Regions from separate parts of the Mus musculus genome. Here region 2 is linked to region 1. Evidence: chromatin contacts called from public HiChIP or PLAC-seq data. All regions are on one chromosome and are shown on one strand. The core of a region is the stretch at or near the end of the contact, and the rest is flanking DNA. Distances in the headings are between cores, read along the strand shown. Region 1 holds the start of 5430416N02Rik (RIKEN cDNA 5430416N02 gene). Region 2 overlaps Lin54 (lin-54 homolog (C. elegans)).

The links. HiChIP or PLAC-seq counts read pairs in DNA pulled down with a chosen protein or histone mark.
Region 2: an H3K27ac HiChIP or PLAC-seq map of embryonic stem cells shows a contact between it and region 1, with 8 read pairs. The contact joins the enhancer-like site here to the promoter of 5430416N02Rik in region 1. A contact is called at or near these places in 3 of 39 promoter capture datasets (the C10 cell line and the HPC-7 cell line), 12 of 484 Hi-C or Micro-C datasets (B cells, the C10 cell line, CD8 T cells and 7 more), 7 of 115 datasets of contacts at active chromatin or transcription factors (the HPC-7 cell line, the SCID.adh cell line, bone marrow-derived macrophages and 1 more) and 2 of 9 other capture datasets (adipose tissue and liver).

Annotation. Positions count from the first base shown.
Region 1 is chr5:100,427,148-100,432,932 of GRCm38.p6, reverse strand. 5430416N02Rik (RIKEN cDNA 5430416N02 gene) reads left to right here and starts at 3,398. Exons shown (of 5, transcript NR_034038.1): 1 at 3,398-3,607; 2 at 3,695-3,836.
Region 2 is chr5:100,464,539-100,470,323 of GRCm38.p6, reverse strand. The region is part of intron 4 of Lin54 (lin-54 homolog (C. elegans)); the gene reads left to right. Among named protein-coding and RNA genes, the nearest start is that of Lin54, 33 kb to the left of the region's middle. Within about 2 kb of position 2,878, at least 64 of the 459 cell types and tissues checked have an H3K27ac peak or open chromatin away from gene starts, as enhancers often do. A contact at or near this core is called in CD8 T cells, the HPC-7 cell line, bone marrow-derived macrophages and 3 more, where this site is marked.

The DNA of each region.
Region 1 (5,785 bases), core at 2,149-4,648:
TGTGGTTGCTGGAATTTGAACTCAGGACCTCTGGGAAAGTAGTCAGTGCTCTTAAACTGCCGAGCCATCCCTTCAGCCCATAACTAATAGTCTCATGTACAAAGAAAAGTGAACTTTAAAAAGTATTAGTTGAGTGAACACTCATAAAAATGCTAACATACTGAAGGTCTACAGCGAACACATTGATAGTCACTTTAGCAAATTGACATTACCAAACTTGAACTGTATTCCAAGAAGGATAACTAGTATTTCTTGGCAAAAGTTTTAAATTCTGAATGATTTGTTTTTTTCAGAGACAAAGTTTCATGAAGTCTACACTGGTCTCAACCTTACTGTGTAGTTAGAGATGACTTTGAGCTCCTGCCTCCACCTTCTGAGTGCTGGACTTTCGTGGTGTGCTACTGTGCCCTTCTCTGAATGATGGCTTAAGGGATGATAAACTAGTTTTAGCTCTGACATTCAAGAAACTGGTATCTAGGTCTTTAGCAGCTCGATGACGTGACTGATGGCACACATTTCTCCATCACAGGATACTCATTTCAGTCTTTAAGAGGTAAAGATGCCAAAGCTTATGGGATATATTTTTCAAAATGACATCTATTTAGTGTGTGTGTGTGTGTGTGTGTGTGTGTGTGTGTGTGTGCGCGCGCGCGCGCCCATGTGTTCTATGGTTCATATGTGCTAAGTCAGAGGATAACATCTGAGAGGCAGTTTTTTCATCAAGCAGACTGAGATGGTCAGGAATGTGTACATGTGTGGGTGAGGGCCCATGCATGTGTGACTGCTCCTGTGTAGAGACCCCTTGACTATTGTACACTTTCTGCAGTCTTTTAGTGAACTCAGAGTTTGCCAATCTAGTTAGCCAACTTGTCCTGGGGAATCTCCTGTCGTCCTCTCTGTGCTGGGGTTACAGGTGGCTGCCATCTGCCAAGCTTTCTGGGTAAGTTCTGGGGATCCTTTAGAGAGCCGCTGAGCCATTTCCCATGTTGCTTCTTTACTTCTTAGCTGTCATCTGAGCTCTATAACATTTATGTCTTCACCTATAAAATCTAAGTACATGTTTGGTAGCTAGTTGGAAAATTCATAGGCTTGGAGGTGTCTGAGAATGGACCCCTTCCTCTCCATTAGCAAAATGCAAAACCATTGACTGAAATTGCAGGGCTCTAATGAACGGTCTAAGGAATGGGCTTTTGGTGCCCTTCGAGGAGAGGCAGTTCCAAACTGCTCAAACTATCATAAGACCTGTACCTACTGGAGGTTTTGTGGTAAAGCACACAGATAACCACTGTCCTGTCTTTTATTTTATTTTTTTTGAGACAGTGTGTTAAGGTTATCATTACTGTGATGAAACACCATAGCCAAAAGCACGTTGAGGAGGAAAGCATTTATTTGGCTCACACATTCACAGTAAAGTCTATCACTGAAGGAAGTTAGGACAGGAACTCAAAGAAGGTGCTGATGCAGAGGCCATGGAAGGGTGCTGCTTACGGGCTTGCTTTCCATGGCTTGTTCAGTCTGTTTTGTTTTTTATAGAACCCAGCATCACCAGCCCAGAGAGATCCCCACCCACAATAGACTGGGCCCTCTCCAGTCAGTCACTAATTAAGAAAACGCCTTACATGCCCCCCCCCCCCCAGCCAGATCTTCTGCAGGCATTTTCTGAGTTGCATCATCCCTTCTTCTGATGGCTATCTCGTGTCAAGGTGCCATAAAACAAGCCAGCACACAGGATCCTGGAAGTGTGTAGATCAGGCTGGCTTTGAACACAACAGAGGCCCCCCTGCCTTTTTCTCCTGAGTGCTGGGATTAAAGGTGTGCACAACTATGCCTGGTGTCAACACAATGCACCTCCCCCTTCCCAAAGCTACTCCAAGTGGGCCTGTCAGTCACCTGAGGAGAAACAAAAAACCCACAAAACACACACACACACACAACAACCCATCAAAACCAAACCAACTGTTTGTTCTAGAGACATTTGAGTTTTAAACCCTTTCTAAGGATATAGGCTGGCACCATGAATCTCCTTGGCCTGTGTCTATTTTTGCCCCTTGTTTTTAATTTATGTGTATGAGTACACCACTGCTCTCTTCATACACACAAGAGGACATCAGATCCCATTATAGATGGTTGTGAGCCACCATGTGGTTGCTGGGAATTAAACTCAGGAGCTCTGGAAGAACAGTTGGTGCTCTTAACCGCTGAGCCATCTCTCCAGCCCCATTCTTGCTCCTTGTGAGCAGGCTTTTATGCCAACAGTCTTTTTGGCCATTGTTTCTCTCTCCTTTGGGTTCCTTCACTTTCCAGTACTAAAGCCCATTTATCTTCAACAGTGCTCTCTTGTGTGCCTCATCTGAATTATTTCATTGACAATCACAAGAAATGAAGAGCTCAGGTGAGTTCAGATGGAGAGCCAAACAAAGGTCTAGAAGTTGCAGGTCCAGAGCCAAATTATCTTGTGCTATCTTTAGGAAGAGCCAAGAACGATATTCATCCAAAGCAGCACACAGCTCTGGTCTAACACACATCTCCCGACTAGTACGGAGAAGCTTGGGATTTTCAGGGGGTTGGGGGTGGCGAATGAAAACTGATTCAAGAAGGAAAAGCTAACGTTTGGCACTTAGGATGGTACTCGAATCACGTGTGAATTTATTGTTATTCAACAAACCCTTGACATTGTAAGAAAATGCGACCACGTCTCACGCGTAGTGCAGGGCTGGGTCTGCGAAGGCTGATGCACCAAGATCCCAAGTGTGAGGCCAGCTTGAACTACACGTGTTTTCTCGGGTCAGGCTGATATAAAAGGAAGAGAGCACCCCACAAACCAACCAAAAAGGTTCTCCTTGGGAGCTAGTGTTTAAGTAGGGATTGATTTCGCCTACTTTTCTCCTCAGTATGCCTTCAGCATGGTATGACTGACTCTCACCAACACCTCAGAAAGGCTGAGATGACTGGTGCTCACCAAGTCAGACGCCCAATAAACGGCAAAAAGAAAGCATTCTGAGTAACGTCCCTCAAGCCGGAAGGCAAATGCGGAGCACCAGCCAGGTCCGGTTGCACATGTCTGGCGACGCTAGCCGATGTGCCGCCGCCCCACCTTTGCAGTCCCATAGCAGTGCCTGGGCTCGGCGGCTGCGATCGCCCACACAGCCGGAGGACAGGTCGAGACACTCCACTAGCAGTCCCCAAGGCTGCGGTCCCCTGGACAGCAACTTCCGGCTATCCTACTCTGTCGAAGTCCCTTTTCTGGGCTCCCGCGAGAGCTCGAGTCGCGGTAAACTCTGTTCCGCATGAGGACTGGGCGGCTTGACCGGAAGGGCGGGCTTTGGACATGTAGCCAATCACATACCATGCTATGTCGAAGCAGCCAATCGGAGAGGCCTGGCGCCTTTAAGGGCCTCCGTGGGCACGTTCTCGCTTCCATTCGGTCCTCCTTTTGTTAACGCTCTGGCATCATGTCTACGCCAGCTCCCGCGCAATCCGGCGCCATCGCGCTTTGGGCGAGCATGGCCATGGGGAGTAGAGAGGTGGAAACCGAGCTGACGCCTGCCTGACCCTGGCGATGGTGGCGCGCGCCGGGAAGGACTGATTGGAGAATGGCGCCAAATGGGTAGGAACAGGTCGTGATGTCCGCCGAATGTTGTGTAGCAGGCGGGACAAAAGAGCGATCTCAGGCCTCATCTCGTCTCTTTTGTAGGTCACGGATGGCGAGGGGGCACAGGAGCTCTCGATGTGACCTGGCGCTGTGGATGTGATGCACAGCAGCTTGAGTGGGACTGCTCCGCTGTCCTCATGAGAGAACGCTTTTTCTGAAGATGGGAGGTGGCTAATGAAAGAAGGTGAGGTCTCTCGGGCCCTTGCTGTCTCCAGTGCGATGGGAACTGCACGGGTACGGAAACTTAGGGCCCACAGAACTTTGTTTGAGTTTGGGAATAGGGCATCGAGGGTGGATAGCTTTCAGGACTAGGCGATTTTATTGGAGCCCAGTGATTAAAACCTTTGACTTCTTTGTATCCTTCAAATGATACAAAATTCAATTCCAACAAGTTTTTTTTACCTCCTATTTTACTGAGAATTGAAGTCATCAAGGAATTAATTTATTCATGTTTTTCCATTATATATGCTTTTATCTTATTTGGATGAAATCAACATTTTGCTGGGTTTTTCCTTTTATTTTTATTTTTTTAAATAAAACGCAGCCCATGAACTTCTGGGGAATCGGGTGCTATGGTACAAGTGTTTGCTTGACTGTCAAGAATACAAGGCTGTGTGTTTATCCTTAGGTGAGGTTTTTCACAATTGGCAGTGAGTTAAGTGAAGTTCAGTCTGGTCTCATGTAATCAGCTCTCAGCACATCGGGGTTTTTATCTTGCAGTGCTGGGACTCAAGCCCAGGATTTGTGCATGATTTCAGTCACTGCATCACCAACCTACGCTTGCCTTTAGAACAGATACAATTTTATCTTACTGAGCTGGGCTTGTCTCCTAGAGTCCGTTTTCAACCTGGGGGTGATCTTTCTGAATGGGTCTCCCATGAAGCTGGGAGTAAAGGTTCAGGCCAGTTTTAGAGTAGAGGTCTAACCCCACCCTGTAAAAACATTCATTTTGTTTTTTTAGACAGGTCTCATGTAACCCGGGCTAGATTAGACTTGCTGTGTAGCTTGGCATGACTGTTCTATTGATCATCTTGCCTCCACCTCCCCAGTGGTGTGTGTTCCTGCCAAGCCCAGTTAATGTGCTGAAGGTTGAACCTTAGGGCTCTGGGAACACTAGGCTTTACCAGCTGCACCCTATCTCTTCTCCAAAGAAACTCCATTCACATTAGCTGTCCCTTTGTCCCCCAGTCCCTAGGAGCACCTGTACCTGTAGATTGCCTGTTCTGTATGATTCACATAGATGGGATAATAGACTAGTGCATCGGAGTTTTTTCTTTAGTACATAGGATTTTTGTGGCTGGCTTTTCTCCTACAGAATAATGGTAAGAGGTCATCCTTATTGCCAGCAGCGGTGGCAGTGTGTGCCTTTAATCCCTGCAGAGGCAGCAGATTAAAGGGCAGAGCACTTGCCAGCCTGCTCTACAGAGTGAGTGAGTTCTTGGACAGCCAGTCAGTGCTACACAAAGAAACGCACAGGTAAAACAGCTATGCCGAAAAATAAAAATTTTCAAAAAGTATCAAGGTTATGATTGGAGAAAATTTTGTGAAGTGAATAGTACCCGAAGAATACTTTGGTTTTCCAACATTGTTAACATAGTAAAAGAACATGAGGTACTAAGTGCCACGACACTACCGGAGAAGCAGGAATCCTAGGCTGTGAAGACACAGCATGAGTACAGCAACTCTTACAGGAAGCCATCATGCTGGGGCTGGCTTACAGTTGTAGGGGTTGGTCCGTTGTGCTGGGGCTGGCTTACCGTTGTACGGGTCAGTCCTATATGCTGGGACAGCCAGGCAGGAAGGCATGGTGCTGGCACCGTTGCTTCACATCCTGCTTTGCCAGCAGAGAGCAAGACTCACTGCATGGGCTTTTGGTTTCCAACAAGGCCACACCTCCTAATCCTTCCCGGACAGCTCACCTGGGGACAGATCATGCGAATACATGAGGGGCCATGTCAGACCACCACACGGGCTAAGTGGTTTCAGAAACATAATCTGCTGAGATTCTCACAAAAGGGGGTGCTGCAGCTGAGGAGAAAGCCTGGGAGCATCTCAGTGAGATGCCTGTTTAATTGGGTGCCTGCTGCTGAGGGTCTCCTAGGAGAGATGCAGGGGTCCTGAGAGTCCCTCTGA
Region 2 (5,785 bases), core at 1,629-4,128, 38 kb before region 1:
TGCTGCCCCTGCCTCCTGCGTGCCAGGATCAAAGGCATGTGCCAACACACCCAGGTGTCTGCATTTTTGTCTCTGATTTTATTTGAGTCTTATCTTTTCTTACTCTACCTAAGCATTTATCAAATGCTTTTTTTTTTTTTAAGAAAAACCAGTTCTTTTTTTTTTTTAAATTAACTTTTGTAGCTTTTAGTCTCTTCATGCATTTATTTTTGTTGTGATCTTTGTTATTTCTTTCTCCTAACCTAGGATCTGGTTTGTTCTGCGTTTCTAGTTCCTTAAAATGTAACATAAGTTGTGTGTTTGAAATCTTTCGAGGTTTTTAATGTGATATATTTCCATTTTCATTGTTTCAAGGAATTTAAAGCATTTTCCTCTTGGTTTCTATAATCTGTTATTTCAGAACAACTAGGCTGATGTGGTGGTGCACACCTGTGTATAATCCCTATATTTAAGAGGCTGAGGCAGGAGGATAGAGAAGTTCAAGGCCAGCCTGGACTAAGTAAGTAGTAAGACTGTCTCAAAAAGTAAAATAAAAGAAAGAGAATACGTTTTAAGTTTTTTATGTATTTGTATAGTTTCCAAAGTTTTATTTTCTTACAGATTTTTAGTTTTGTTGCATTGAGGTTGGAAAAGACTCTAGGTGTGACCTCAGGTTTACATTTTGTTGAGCTGTATTTTCAGGACTACGTGGTCTGTCTTAGAAAATGTTGTACATGGTAATAAGAAAAGCATGTAATTTACAAGTCTGGGGGAAGTGTTGTGTTGGTGTCTGTTAGGTCCTTTTGGTCTAGGGTGCAGCTTAACCGATGCTTCTCTGGGATTTCTGTCTGCTGCTGTGTGTGTTCCTGGCAGTCGGGTGTGTAGTCCTTCACTGTTTCTGCACTCTAGTCTGCCTCTTCCTGCTTTAACACCAGATGACTATATATTGATTTTTGTTTTCTTTTTGCTAAATTAACACTTCATCCTTTGACTCCTTGATCTTTTTTTTTTTTTGGGTTTTTTTTTTTTTTTTTTTTTTTTTTTTTTGGTTTTTCCCAGACAGGGTTTCTCTGTATAGCCCTGGCTGTCCTGGACCTCACTTTGTAGACCAGGTTGGCCTCGAACTCAGAAATCCACCTGCCTCTGCCTCCTGAGTGCTGGGATTAAAGGCGTGCGCCACCATGCCCGGCGACTCCTTGATCTTAAGACAGTGGTCTTCCCTGTTTCTCTTTACCGTTTTTTTTTTTTTTTAATTGAAATCTATTTTACTTAATATAAATATGGCTACTCCTGTTTCTTTCGGGTTGTTTGCTTGGAATATCATCTTCTTCCCCTTTGTGTTCTGTGTTAGAAGTGAAGTGAGTTTCTTCTGAGCAGCTTGCAGCTGGGCCTTGTTTTTTCATCCAGTTAGTCATTTCAATAGGACAGTTCTGCATTTAAGGTTGGTGCACTTAGGGAACCTGTTTTGTTGTTCTGTTACTGCTTGCCTGTTTCTCATTCTCTTACTCTCTTCCTTTTTAGTTAAGTATTTTATTCTAGTAATGTGTTTTGATTCCTTATTTGGTCTCTATTGAAGAGTATTGTTTTGTGGTTACCATTAGGCCTACAGTAAAACTTGTTTTGATTATAACAAACTGTTTTGAAATGATGTCAGCTTAAGCATATGGAAAGTCATAAAAAGGAAAAGTTTGTAACTATACTGTTAAAAACTGTTCCTGGCATGGTGGTGCATGTCTTTAATCGTGTACTCTGGAGACAGAGGCAGGCAGAGCTCTGTGAGTGTGAGGCCAGCCTGGTCTACATCGTGAGTTTAAGGCCCGCTAGAGCAGCTCCGTAGTGAAACCTTGCCTCAAAATGAATAAATCTTTATCACTGGGGCCAGGACAATGGCCAAGCAGGGAAAAGTCTTTGGTTTGATCCTCAGGACCCACCTGGGAGAAAGAGAACTGGCTTCTTCCCCAGGTTGTCCTCTGATCTCCATATGCATGTGATGGTGTGTGCATGTATGTGCATGTATGTTTATATCACACAAGTAAATAACTGAATGAAAAACAATGCATCCTCGTACCTGGAGACTGAGACAGAGGGATTGCCACAAAATTAAGACCAGGTTAGCCAGGGCTACAGTGTAAGACTGGTCTGCAAAACAAAAAAGATATGGAGGTGTTATAGAAGAATTCCATGGCTAGAAATATACTTAACATTTCTCTCTCTCTCTCCCTTCCTCCCTCCCTCCATCTCTCCTCCTCTCTCTGACCCTCTCTCTTCCCCTTTCTCTCCCTCCCTCTCCCCATATGCGACATCCCTTACCCGCCCCCCCCCCATGTGTGTGTGTGTGTGTGTGTGTGTGTGTGTGTACTTGAGACAGTCTCATTTGATATCTCTTTCTTGGAACTTACTTTGTAGACCATGTTGGCCTTGAATTCATGGAGATCCCCAGCTTTTGCCTCCTGAGTTCTAGGATTAAGTGCAATGGCACAATAAATATTTTTAAAGGGTATAGAATTTTTTTTTTTTTTTTTTTTTTTTTTTTGGGTTTTCGAGACAGGGTTTTTCTGTAGCCCTGGCTGTCCTGGAACTCACTCTGTAGACCAGGCTGACCTCGAACTCAGAAATCCGCCTGCCCCTGCCTCCGGAGTGGTGGGATTAAAGGTGTGCGCCACCACGCCCGGCTATGGCTATAGAATTTAAATGCAGGTTTACAGAGGAAAAGACAATAGACATATTTTTGGCTGCTATACATAGTTTGTGTTTCAAAGACTACAATGGATAATCGGTTAATTATCAACATTACAATTGCTCTGAGGCAGGAGGAACTGGCATTCAGAACCTGTCTGGGCCAGTAGGGAGACCTTTGTCAGAGAAGGGAGGGAGGAAGTTGGCTCTTAGGTTTAATTGAATGCACTTTAAAAAATGACGTAGCCATTTATATTTACATATGTGAGTACACTGTAGCTGTCTTTAGACACACCAGAAGAGAGCATCAGGTCCCATTAAAGATGGTTGTGAGCCACCATCTGGTTGCTGGGAATTGAACTCAAGACCTCTGCAAGAGCAGTTTGTGTTCTCAACACTGAGCCATCTCTCCAGCCCCACCATTTATTTTTAAATGCTACTAGTAGACTAGAAAATGGCTTTAGGCTATAATCTATAATTGGCTTCCAGACTTCCAGTGGGCTGAGAGAGAAAAAGGCACAGGGAAGGCGTGTAGTATAGAAAGGCTTCTTCACAGGACTTGGTGAGGTCATACAGGTACATGACTGCATTTTACTCCAAGGGAACTGAAGATATAGCTGGCTTTATGCTTAGGAAGTAGAAGAAAACACAGATATTTTACATGAAAGTGCTACATTCACGTGTTAATTGTCGTTGGTTAAGCAGAGGGCTGGGAGCTTACACACTGATAAAGGACTCCTGTCATAGGAAACTATTATGCTTTAGTTGTCAGTGGCTCTCCGGTCTGTGGTTTTGTGTGTGCTCTCCCGACACTATGGGAACAAATGACGAGTTTGCAGTTGGTGGTTGACACAACTGAATGCAAGCAAAATGCTAAGTACTGAAGTCATGTGCTGTGCTGTGGCATACGTGACATGACGCAAGAGTACAGGGGGAAGAGGGAGAGCCCTATCGTAAGTAAGTGGGTTCTTAGTGTTGGTGGCTGGTTTGCCACTAGTGTATTGCAGTTGGCTTGTTTATGCGTCCTAACAATTGCCGTGCTGTAAATTAAAATGTTATTTATGAACTCATTTTCTTTATTTAGTTTTGTTTCTGATACTTTGCCTGCATTTATGTTTGTGAGTGCCCAGTGCCCTCAGGGGTCAGAAGAGGGGGTTGCATCCTGTGCTGCTTGGTGTTTGTCCCTGACATAAACTCAGACAGATATGGGAAGAGGGACTCTAAAGTAAGAAGCGCCTCCATAAAATTGGCATGTAGGCAAGTCTGTAAGAATTTTTCTCTTTTCTTTTTTTCTTTTTGAGACAAGGTGTTTTTTATATAGCTCTGTCTGTCTTGGAACTCACTCTGTAGACCAGGCTTTCAGGAATCTTCCTGTAGGTTACCATGCCTGCCTGTAAGGCATTTTCTTGATTAGTGATTGACATGGGAGGACCTAGCTTTCTTGGGGCGGTGCCACTCCTGAGTGGATTTAAGAAAGAAGGCTGACATCATCAGAGAAGATTCCTCTTGCAACGGATAGTAACAAATATGGAAACTCACAGACAGATAGTATGCAGAGTGACTGTGTTTGGAGTACTTAGTTCTAAATGGGATGTCTCCATTAAATCTCCTCCCCTCAGGGCTCAGGGAACCCTGCAGAAAAGGAGGGGGAAAGATTATAAGAGCCAGGAATGTAAGAGGCAGAGGGGATGGAGGACACCAGGAATTAAGACTCCCTAATTCAACATGATAAAAGCCCACACGAACTCACAGAATCTGAGGCAGTGTGCACAGGGCCTGCATGGGTCTGCACCAGGACCTCTGAATATTTATTATAGCTTCCAGTTTAGTGTCTCTTTCCCTTTCCCTTCCCCTTCCCCCCCCCCCTCTCTTTGTTTCTTTGGTTTTTTGAGACAGGGTTTCTCTGTGTAGCCCTGGCTGTCCTGGAACTCACTTTGTAGACCAGGCTGGCCTGAAACTCAGAAATCTGCCTGCCTCTGCCTCCTGAGTGCTAGGATTAAAGGTGTGTGCCACCACCGCCTGGCCTCCAGTTTAGAGTCTTGTCCAGCTCCACCCCCTCCCCCCTCCCGACAGTATTCCTCTGTGTAGTCCTTGGCTGTCCCAGATCTCACTCTGTAGATCAACCTGCCTCTGTCTCCCAAGTGCTGGGATTCAAGGCCTGTGCCACCATGCCCAGACGTTTAATGTTTTTATGGGATTCCGGAGTGTGAGAAGGAATGGGTCTCTGGTTCTTGTGCCTTCTCTTGTCTTGTCCAATACCAGTATGACAGTTTTTGTTTTATCTTAAGTATATTTTACTATGTTGTATTTTATTTTTATCCCTTAGAAGCCTGTTTTGTTTTGTTTTTCTCCATAATGGGAGACAGAAAGGTCTAGATGGGAAGGGGATGTCCAGGAACTGGGATGGGTAGAAGGAAGGGAGACTGTAATCAGGATATATATATATTATGTGAGAAAAAAAAACCCCACTACTTTCAATAAAAGGGGAAAAAATAAAAATTAAAAGAAGAAATCAGGCTAAGCAGCCATGAGGGAGCCAGCCAGTAAGTAAGCAGTTCCTCCGTCCTCCCTGCTTCAGCTCCGGCCTCCAGGTTCTCTGCTTGAGTCCGGCCTCCACTTCCTTTGTTGGTGGACCATGGTAGAGAAGAATAAGAGGAGATGAACCCCATCTTCCCCAAGTTGCTTTTGATTATAGTGTTTGTCACAGCAGTAGAAACCCTAACAAAGACAGATCCCCTGGGATTGGAGTTAGGGTGTTTGTGAGCTGCTGTGAGTTCAGGGGAATGAGCCAAGGCTTTCTTGAAGAGCATACTACAGTGCTTTCTTTCCCAATACAAGAAAAGAAGGTATGGTGGAAAGTCAAAAAGAAGAGAGAGGTAGGTAGGTCCTGCCTGGTGTTTCTTCATGTGCCACTTACAAGTATACGTTGAATGTCTGTCTTATGTGGGACAGAATTCTCATGGCTGAGAAGTATAAGGTGAATGCCTGTCGTATGTGGGGCAGTACTCTTTGGGGGAAACATGGACATATGGAACCTAGAGCTCTATGGAGGATACTAGTGATGGTTTGAATATGCTTAGCCCAGGGAGTGGCACTATTTGGAAGTGTGGCCTTGTTTTGGAGTAGGTGT